Regions from separate parts of the Mus musculus genome. Here region 2 is linked to region 1. Evidence: chromatin contacts called from public promoter capture Hi-C data. All regions are on one chromosome and are shown on one strand. Each heading gives the region's core, a stretch centred on a gene start, on an enhancer-like site or on the middle of the called end of the contact. The rest is flanking DNA. Distances are from core to core; before and after follow the strand shown.

Region 1 (4,980 bases), core at 1,689-4,188:
AGTAAAAGCGGAGTGTGACCGTCCTGTAAATAGTATTTCAAAATAATTACTTAAATAATTTTTAATTGTGGATTTTAGATTTAAGTACAATTTTTAAGTATGTTTATAAGAAACTCTTGAATGCATACTTTAATTTTTAAAGGATTTTAATACCTAAAAATATCTGACTTTAAATACCAACAAACAAATTAAGGTCGGGCTGCTAGATTTTTAAGAGATAATTTGTATTCAAAGCTTAATGCAAATCATAGGTATAAAGTGATCCAGTTATGAATATCATTTATATGTTTTGTATCCCATTATCTCAAATACATATACAATTATGTATAATTGTTTCTATAGTTTTATTTAATGATCTCCAAAAATATCATATACACAAAGATCACTGAAATGAAGTGACAAAGTGCTTTTCTAAAAATTATTTTTCAGTTACATCCACTAAAGTTCAAAGGGAGAATTAGGCTACTTTTAGCATAATGACTGATTTTCAATTCAACTTTATCACTATTATGCAGTAATAACCATTTAACAGATGAGGTTTATTATTTTATGTTAATACTAATTTGTAAAGAACCCAAACATTCTTATGTAATATGGCTATAAAATTATCACGATAGAAACATTTCTTTGTACATCAGGATTAAGGTCTACAATGAAAGGTCTAAAATGAAGTGCAAAGACTTTTAAAAGAAGGAAATTATCGGATTTTGATAACCTATTCTTTCAATTCAGTTTGGCAAATTCATTACATTAAAGTATATGCTTCTGCTATCTGAATTATCTGCAATTAATACTCTACAAATTTCTGAAATGAATATTTCCTTTCATAGATACTTACCTTATTTTTGGCTTCAAGATTGGCTTTATATTGAAGCAATTTATTGGCTAATGAAATATTTTGGCCACAAACAGCATAATGGAGAGCCGTATTACTATAAACATCTACCAGATTTGGATCTGCACCATGAAGAAGAAGAACCGTAGCACAACTCTCCTGTTGACACTCTACTGCCTGCTAGTGGAACAAGAATAAATGAGTGGACAACTTCCTATTTCAGGTACATGAATGAACATTTATTGTTACAACTTAAAACATGAAATTTCACTAGAATAAGTGTTCAAATACACTCCACTTAAAAAGAAGAAAAATGGAACACACCTTAATCAATGGGGTTCTGTTTTCACTATCCTGGACATTAATTTTGCATTGATTCTCAATTAAGAGAGAGACAATATTTGTATATCCATTAGCACAGGCCAAATGCAAAGGTGTTCTATATTGATACAATAAAACATGAAGTTAGAGATACATCTCAATTATTTATTATACCCATGAACAATAAGATTAAATATCAATATATCTGTTTTATGTCTTCGCTTATATTTAATAAAAATTATGCTACCTATAATTGATTTTAATGAATTTTAAAAGCTAAACAAATGTCTTGAAAATTAAATATCATTTTAAAGAAAATTAGCTCTATTAAATTAAAAGATTTTTTTTCTTCCTGATTTAAAAGAAAGAAAGAAAGAAAGAAAGAAAGAAAGAAAGAAAGAAAGAAAGAAAGAAAGAAAGAAAGAAAGAAAGAAAAACAAATGGTATCTGGACTTCAGAATAGATGATAAAATAAGATACCCTAACACAATTCAGATTGCTCTCCAAAACTTAAGAAACATCCCTAACTAATACAAAGGGCAATGTCAAAGGCATCTTTCTCCCTGTTGTGTATTTCTCTGCCCATCAAGTGGTATTGTCATTTCCAATGTTGCAAATATATGTAACAACTATGTAAACCAGGCAGTATGTGAAATGTGTGATAAAATAAATAAGCTTGCTACATTATTCACGAACTCCAGGACCAGGGGATCTAGTGCCCGCTTCTGGTCTCAGCCAAATCACGAATGTGTGCCGGGTGATGGTGGCGGCGCACTCCTTTAATCCCAGCCCTTGGGAGGCAGAGGCAGGTGGATTTCTGAGTTCGAGGCCAGCCTGGTCTACAGAGTGAGTTCCAGGACGGCCAGGGCTACACAGAAAAACTCTGTCTCAGAGAAAAGAAAAAAAAAAAAAAAAAAAAAAAAAGAAAAAAAAAAAAAAACCCGAATGTGTAACACAAAAGAAGAAAGGCAACCATTGTCTGCCCAAGGAAGTTTGTTACATTATGTAAAGTTATCAAATTTCTTTAAACAAAACGATGTTATTTATTTTGGTATTTCCAGGTCTTAGAGACTTTGTAATTTCCTTCTTGATGATAGCCTTTCCTCACACACATACACCCTCCCGTGGGGCACAACGCATACCAAGAAGCAAAAGAGCCAATGTAAGAGAAAACAGTGAGCCAAGCAAACATGCGCAAGTTAAGGAGCCAAAACCTATGTGTGACCCTATGCCAAAGACAGTGATGCTGTTCAGGAAACCACAGAATGACACCCAGGTTCTACAGCCCTGACATGCTTTCTCTATAGTTGGAACAGCCAGCTGCCCCAGCTTGTCCTCCCCAGTTCCTCTCTAGACCCTAGGTTCCGGTCACCTGCTTCTTTTGTCCCGCCCATTCACATTGTATTTCTTGCGTTCAAGGTAATCCTTCAGCTTCTGCTCATTGCCAATGGTAGCAGCTTTATGAAGTTTCTTTAAGTGCTTATCTCGAAGGTGATATCCTCCACCTATGGACAGGCTGGGCGGTGCGGTTTTGGCCAGGCTAATGGGCACTTCTGAGGAGTGGCTGTGGGAATCATCTGTCTTCCTCTTTCCCCTGAAGGGGAAGAACTTCTTCATGGTAAGATCTCTAAGTAAGATGTTCCTGGGAATCCTAACCAACAGCCCGGGTCCTCTGCCGCAACCACCTTGTTCACAATTGCCTCTCGATCTGACCAAATCTAGACTTGTGTGCTGACAAGAATCTTTGCCTGGCTATAGCCAGGGACCAAAGCAGCTATATCTGTTGCCTAGAAACTGTGCAGAGCTTCTACTGCGCAGCTGCAGCCTTGATTGTGATCCAGTTAGCGGAACTGGATTTTCATATTTGATTGATTTTGGTATTATGGCCACATACACAATCTTGCCGTTAAATCCTGAGCCTTGGATAGAAACCTATTAGTGTATAGCCCATTTTCCTTCAAGGATGGATGAAATCGCTTGTTAATTTAACCAAATCAATGTGGGTTGAAGAAGGTGGATTTCTGCCCGTGGTGTTGTCTCCGCTTGCATGGTCACGTGCTATAGCTTGTTATACCTATCATCTCTGGATGATCTCAATTTTAAGCACACTTTGTAAACATGCCCCTCATGTTCCACCTTAACTTGTCTACTTAAAAAATTAAAAGTCCGTTGACGACTGAGCTCAATGTATCTAAGGCTCATTAACTCTATTGCTTTTCCCTGCCCTTGTCCACCTTTCCCTGTATGCTCTGTGTTCTACTTAACCAGACTGAATTCCACTCATTAAAATCCCTTCCATGTAAATGTAGTCAGTAAATGTGCCTGTTCTGCTTATGTCCTTTAAACCTAAGCCCTAGTAAACTCTAACCTGTTTTATCTACTCTGAGACTCTGAATAGGACTAAAGGGAACCACCATGCCGTCGGTTTTCCTTTTCAGTTCAAGAACATGACCTTTAAGAAGACTGCTACTCTGTCCATCAACACTTAACTAGTTTCCTACCCCAACTGTTGTCCCTTTCCTCTCCCCTGTTACATCATTTCTCTTCAATGCCCCTTGGCTAATGACTTTGCTTCATAATTGTTTGAGAATCACAGTAGAGAAATTCTACACGAGTCAAATAAACCTACCTAATTACCTGCATCTTATCCAAAGCAATAACAAACAAACAAAAAACCCATCTTGCCATTTTTTTCATGTAGGTTATATGTCCACATTACTATCAAAAGCCAGTATCATTCTATGTGCCCTAGACACTGTAGCCTACCTGATAACATTGCTTAAGTAAAATCTCCCCTGACTTCCTTATGTCTTACAAGTTTACTTCTCTGATCACTAATTCTGATTAGGATAAATATGTGTTAGGATATGTCACATAAAAAAACAAAAGACTTTTGGCTACTTTATAGATTCCCCCTTTCTACCACCCTAATCCATATCCCTTTCCAACCCCACAACACTAGGCAGGAGAGAAAGAATACTAGACTGGAAATGGGGTGTTGGCATCATGAGACTACTTCCTGGTGATTAGGGTATCAAGTTCCTTGAGGCAAATAAATTCCTTCTATGAAATAAGCAGCAATCAACAGCACCCAAACAGCAGCAACAGCAACAGCAAGGGCATCAGCAGCTGCCACCTCTCTTGGGACACTTGATATACCCTCTCAAGGGTTCCCAGAATTCCAAATATAAACTATCTTCACCTTTCAAAATCAGACCCCTGTCAGAGATGAATCATGCATGCTGTGGACAATCTGAGGCAGCCTCATATTAAGATAAAAACAACATTTGTGTGTTTTTAAAGAAACCAAAATCCCCACTACACCTAGATTTGAGTTTCTTTCTTTCTTTTTTTTAATTTAATTAACTAAGTAATTTTTTAAATTTTTAAAAATTTCTTATTAAATATTTTCTTCAATTACATTTCAAACGCTATCCCAAAAGTCCCCTATACCCTCCGCCCGTCCGCCTCCCCTACACACTCACTCACATTTCATGGCCCTGGTGTTCCCCTGTACTGGGGCATATAAAGTTTGCTAGACCAAGGGGCCTCTCTTCCCAATGATGGCCAACTAGGCCATCTTCTGATACATATGCAGCTAGAGACATGAGCTCTGGAGGTACTGATTAGTTCATATTGTTGATCCATCTATAGAGTTGCAGACTCCTTCAGCTCTTGGGTACTTTCTCTAGCTCCTACATTGGGGGCCCTGTGTTCCATCTTATAGATGACTGTGAGCATCCACTTCTGTATTTGCCAGGCACTGGCATAGCCTCACAGGAGACAGCTATATCAGGGTCCTTTCAGCAAAATCTTGCTGACAT
Region 2 (5,345 bases), core at 1,489-3,988, 3.0 Mb before region 1:
CCTCTCAGTAGACCCCCACCCAGATTTGAGATGCTGTGTACAAGTTACCAGTGGCAAGAGGAAGATAAACTTTATTTAGAAACCAAATCTTAGTTTCTCCTTTGCTCGATGACTGGGCAGCCCTGAAGCAGTCAATTGAGTCACACAGTACTCTATCACAGTTATGAGAAGTTACTGTGTCATTGTGGGCAACAGCCATCATGTTATATATACATAAGACTTGTTTAAAAAAAAAGAAAACAAACAAACAAACAAACAAACCCCAAGACCTCCATTAGCCTCCTTTGTTTCACGATTGTGAAGAGCCACTCTTTGTGCTCAGAAGCCAGCAAAACTCTTTCGTGTAACCAAACACCTTGCTGTCCCTTCCTCTCCACACTGTAGGTAGGACAGGTACAGTGGCTTATGGAGAGAGGAGCTGTCATCTGTCTTACCACACTCCCGAGTTTTGCTTTTAACTCTGGAATTGATGAGTAGGTGCTTGTAAATGCACATCTTATTCACATTATGACCATTAAACAAGCAAGAAAGAACTGTTTTCCCTTTCCTGAGCAGTCAGGGACTTTTATTTTTAATATTTTCAGCTGGAGAGAGCTACAGCATGTGCCACACACCAAATAATACTTAATGAAGTGCATGCTTCTTTAGAAGGGGCTTCTGCCTCCCTGGCAATGAGCAGGATATACAAATATGTTACTCCGCACTCAAATTGTAATGATACCCATGTAGTGAATGTTGGTTGAGAAAGCTACAGGTGTGGTGAGAATGGCAGCTGTGATTCCCATCACTGTAGTCAAGAGCTTCCTAACAGGAGACCTCGCTGAAGTTATAAAGGCAGAATAGGGGCAGAGAAGTGTCAAGAGGTATAGTCAAGTAGAGGCCATGACAGCTGCCCCGTGTTGCAATATTTTAAATGTAATGAGGTCTCTCCTACTGAAGTTGATTAAGCTTCTGAAGACAATTTGTTGGGAGTATTAGTGAAATAACTACAGTTGTTTTCTTCTTGCTTAGAAAGAGGGGGATATTCTCAGTTTTTCAACTGGCAGGTGAGGAATTTAATCCCACTACACCCCAAAGAGGCTCTTCTGCTCATTTGAGGCTTCCAGGAAAGCCTAGTAGATTTTTAAACTTTACTGCGCACTCAGTAAATGGAAATGTTTGGAAATGGTGAAATAAATTGCATGCTAGCTAAGGCCACACTTTTGGAGACTCTGACTTCAGTGTTCTGGGGTTCACCAGAGCTTCAGGGTGTTTCTGGATTCCAGATGGTCGCCTGACTCCAATTGCACTAAGAGTTGGCCACGTGAGGCTACTAATCTGTCCCTCATTTCTTATTTACTATGAAGATGGAGGACAAACATACTTTTAAAGACCTTTCATCTGTATTACTAGTTTATCATGTAGGTGTGTATCAGGTAGGTGAACCCGAGGAATTTATGGATTATGCAGAAAGCATTTACCAATCAATCTTCTAGCAATGGAAGATAGTTTTTATTTTTATTATGGGCATTCATTTCTTCCTTTTAATGTCAAAGCCTCCCTTGTATGAAGAAAATTTTAGGTCTCTCAGGAACTGTGTGGCAGCACACAGTTTGGATGGTGGTTTGTTTCAGTCGCAGGCAGCTGACCTTGCGCTTGCCTGTGAACACAAGGGATGAAAGCGGCTCTCTTAGCTCCTCCCACAATTTCTGAAGCCACTCTGTTGCTGGAGTGGGGGCCATCTGATGGATGACTGACGATTTCCTTGGCAATTTGTGTGGATGGCTGTCCTTGTTTGCTTTTTAGAACTTGTCTTAGTGATTTGCTTAGGAGGAATGTTAATACCCTAGGCCTGGGCATCCATATTGACTCTCATGGTCTTGACCTCGGTACCAACCAATTTAGAGCACGTCTCCTTGTCACTTTGGCCACACAGCAGACAGGTGATGATGGATACAGACCACAGCTGCATGTTGCCCCGAAGACTCCGATTATTAGTTTTTCTCAAAGATGTTGCTTGGATCTAAGGTAACACAATTTTTGGTGAGTTTTTTGTTTGTTTGTTTGTTTTTGTTTTTGTTTTTTGTTTTTTTTTTTTGTTTTGTTTTTCCTATTTGACGAGGAAACAAATGGTCACAGCAACATATACTACTGTGAGGGATAAAACCTAATCTTTTATGGGAGCAACATGAGCCAGCAATTTTAATTTTTAAGTGTGAAAATGTCTTACTTCTGAAATAGAAGATAGGTTTGGAGCTATGCTTTGTGATTCTTGTGATGTGGTTCCTGTGATACCCTACTGAATCTCTAGTTAAAAAAAAAAAAAAATCAAGGCGGCTTCCAAAGATTCACTACCCTATGTGCCTTTCCAGATTAAATCACCAACATTGCCAAGACACCACAGTATCAGGAGAAAGTTTAAAAACTTTGGAAACTTGTGAAAGAATTGCCTGATCTTTTCCCTATCTGGATGCTAAATCTGTATAGAGATACATTGATGGTTTTTGCAAATGTTAGTAGATCAGAGTGGGAAAGAAATGTTATTTTATATATTTATTTACCTACTTTTGATCGGGGAGTGCAACAAATCAATAAGGTTCACAGGGCAGGACATTAATGACAAGTCACCGGAGGCGGCTCCACAAAGGTCCTGAAAACTCGTCTCTCATTGCAGGAATTGGGTTGGGCCACCGGTGGCCCCCCTTCTCAAACACAAATATTTTCATATAATAAAAAGCCTGCTTCCTTATAACCCACCCTCCATTCCCACGACGGTACCATTTTAAAGGGGTGTGCTGCAAGGACTCCTCCTAGTTTTGCAGGTTTTTAATCTCTCCGGCATTCTATCTCGCAGAGGTGAAGAATCTCTCTGGGGTGTCACTCTGGGTAAGAGGGACAAGAAACACCCACTAGGACCCAACCCGGCAGCCAGCGGCCGAGCATGCGCTGAGAGTTTGTGCAGCTGGCCCTGGCTGCCGCTGCTGCCTTGTCCGGACTTGGCGAGGACTTGGGAGGGACAGCGGCGTTGGGAGGTGGCTTAGCAGAGACTTTCCAGCGTCTGCTGCCCGGGACTTTTTTTTTTTTTTTTTTTTTTTTTTTTTTTTTTCTTTTTTCTTTTTCCCAGGAGTTAGCGACGCCGACGGTTGGAGAGAGGAAGACAAGGAAGCGTCTGCTGCTGGCGCCGATGCATCCCTTTGGCTCTCCGGGAGGAGCGTCCCTGCCCGGATGAGTGTCTGCTGTGTGTCCCCGACTGTTCCCCGGCAGGAGCGCAGCTCGAACGGTGAGTGGCCACAAGTCCCACATCTCTCCTGCCCGCGGTCCCTGCCGCCTGCCGGAGTGGCTTCTGCCCTGCGCGGTGCGTCCTGCCGGGGGCGTGCGGCCGCCGGTGACTTTGCCTGACCGCGCAGGCTTTGTGCTCTGCGGGCGGCGGGGACCTCAGTGTCGCGGCGGCACGCGGGACCCCGAGGTTGCGCGTCCGGGGGGGCGGGGGTGGTAGTGAATGATGACCGGTCCGGCTTGGGTACTGCCGCACCGGCCCTGACTCCCCAATTTCTCCTCCCCGCCATCCCGCCCCAGGCTCATCCATTATTCCCGGAGGACAAACTGCATTTCTCACGTTCTTCCAAAGAAACCCTAGTCACCGGGCGGGATCCCAGCTCTGTGCTGCGCCCCCAGTGGCTCCCGAGTTCACACCCGAGCTGTGCGACCCGGTGGTGGGGTGGGAGCAGGGAGGTAGGGCCCAGGAGCTGCCCAGAGAAGGGCATTCCTGTGCTCCGAGAGGTCGATGTGTGTGTGTGTCCGTCCTTGGGAATAGGGATAGCACTGGAGCCTGTGGCATCTCCAGAGTCACAAAGCTGTCCCCCAGGAGACAGCAAAGAAAGTCTCAAGGGCCATGCCACTGGTCCCCTGGGAAAACTAGTTTACTGTACATTCATCCAGAGAGTTAACCTTTTCTCTTGGCAGCAGGTGTTATCCGATGCCATGTGAGGACTTTTGGGAGTTTTATTCCCTTTAAGACTCTAACAAATGAGTTTCGATGAGAGGACGTCTGAAATAAACTAGGCTTGGGGATCCTGGGGACCCAGCTGAGGGCTGGCAGAGGGGTTCACTTGTGAAGGTAGTTCTCTGCTGTGCCCGCCCCTGCAGATCGCCGGGGCTCTGCCTGGACCAGTAGAATGTGGTGAGAGGATGGGGTTTCTCCCTCCCAAGACTCACAATGGCCAGAGAAGATTCCGTGAAGTGTTTGCGCTGCTTGCTCTACGCCCTCAACCTGCTCTTTTGGGTAAGTCCTACTATCCCAGCGGGTGGGGATGGCTAGATTGGGTTTTCTCAACTACCAGATAAGGCGCCAAAGGGCATTGGCTCAGCGTGAATTAACGGCGTGAGATCACATCCTCTGTTGGTCAGAGAAGTAAAAATTGACCTTCTTCGAATACCTTTGATCTAGCTCAAGTTCCATCTGAAATTAGAAAAAAAAAAAAAGCCGCTCCTGTATACAAGTGCCAAGTAACATGAAGCTAATCTAAGGATATAAATAAGTGCACGTGCTTGTACTGGAAGATAAGAGACTATGACAGACTACTCGGGAACCGCTAGTTTGCAGGAATTTTAGATAACTGTGCAAGCCTTACATTTTTTCTATACGTCACCACCACAGCCTATGAAAACTTGTTGGGGCAACTACTCTTAATATATCTTTGGAAAGAGTCACACCTAGATATCTTACCAAAAGTCTGGATACGTTTTTAAAGGGAATTCCATATAGTCCAAAAAGTGGTTTTCTTATAACTATTTCTAAGTTGGGAATGTTTGAGGAATTATATGTATATATTAGGAAAAAAAAACACATCCATCTGAGGAAACAACACATCCATCTGAGGAAACAAAATACATACAATTTAAAAGCCCACGGAAATTACACTGCATGAGTTAGTGACTTTTGGTGTCTTCTATCCAAGTTTTCACCAAGTGTTAGTGTAGTATTATTTATAATGCTTACGGAAATACGAGTATTAAAATTATGAATGTTACTTCAGAAGGTTGTCATACTTAAGTAAGTTCTCTTGTGCCATTTTTGTGTTCCTTTAATAATTTATATTCAACGTTTCCTGTTGGAAATTTTAGTATGCAGTATATTTATTTCTCGTCTGTCTGGCATTGGCTAGCCCCCTTATTTCCTGACAGCTATTACAGCTGGTCTCTAGAGGGGGATATTTTTGTTAAATTGCTCCTTTTGGATTGACAGCATTCTAAGATGACAAATTAAGTCTTTAATAAATCGTTTGAGCACTGTCTAAAAGGACAACTTTTAAAACTTAATATGAAAAAGTTAAGCATTGAGTAATTACACTCACCATTTGCAAACA

The links. Promoter capture Hi-C pulls out the DNA fragments that hold promoters and counts their contacts.
Region 2: a contact with region 1 is called in a promoter capture Hi-C map of hippocampal neurons, with 5 times the contacts expected there. The contact joins the promoter of Tspan12 here to the promoter of Ankrd7 in region 1. A contact is called at or near these places in 1 of 39 promoter capture datasets (hippocampal neurons) and 1 of 115 datasets of contacts at active chromatin or transcription factors (astrocytes).

The regions. Positions count from the first base shown.
Region 1 is chr6:18,864,276-18,869,255 of GRCm38.p6, reverse strand. It overlaps Ankrd7 (ankyrin repeat domain 7), which reads right to left and starts at 2,938. Exons shown (of 6, transcript NM_029202.2): 1 at 2,529-2,938; 2 at 1,160-1,274; 3 at 839-1,012; 4 at 1-23. The coding sequence starts at 2,773.
Region 2 is chr6:21,849,926-21,855,270 of GRCm38.p6, reverse strand. Tspan12 (tetraspanin 12) reads left to right here and starts at 2,738. Exons shown (of 9, transcript NM_173007.4): 1 at 2,738-2,865; 2 at 3,104-3,259; 3 at 4,126-4,261. The coding sequence starts at 4,196. Gm30270 (a long non-coding RNA gene) reads right to left here and starts at 2,853. Exons shown (of 2, transcript XR_377371.2): 1 at 2,545-2,853; 2 at 1,488-2,002.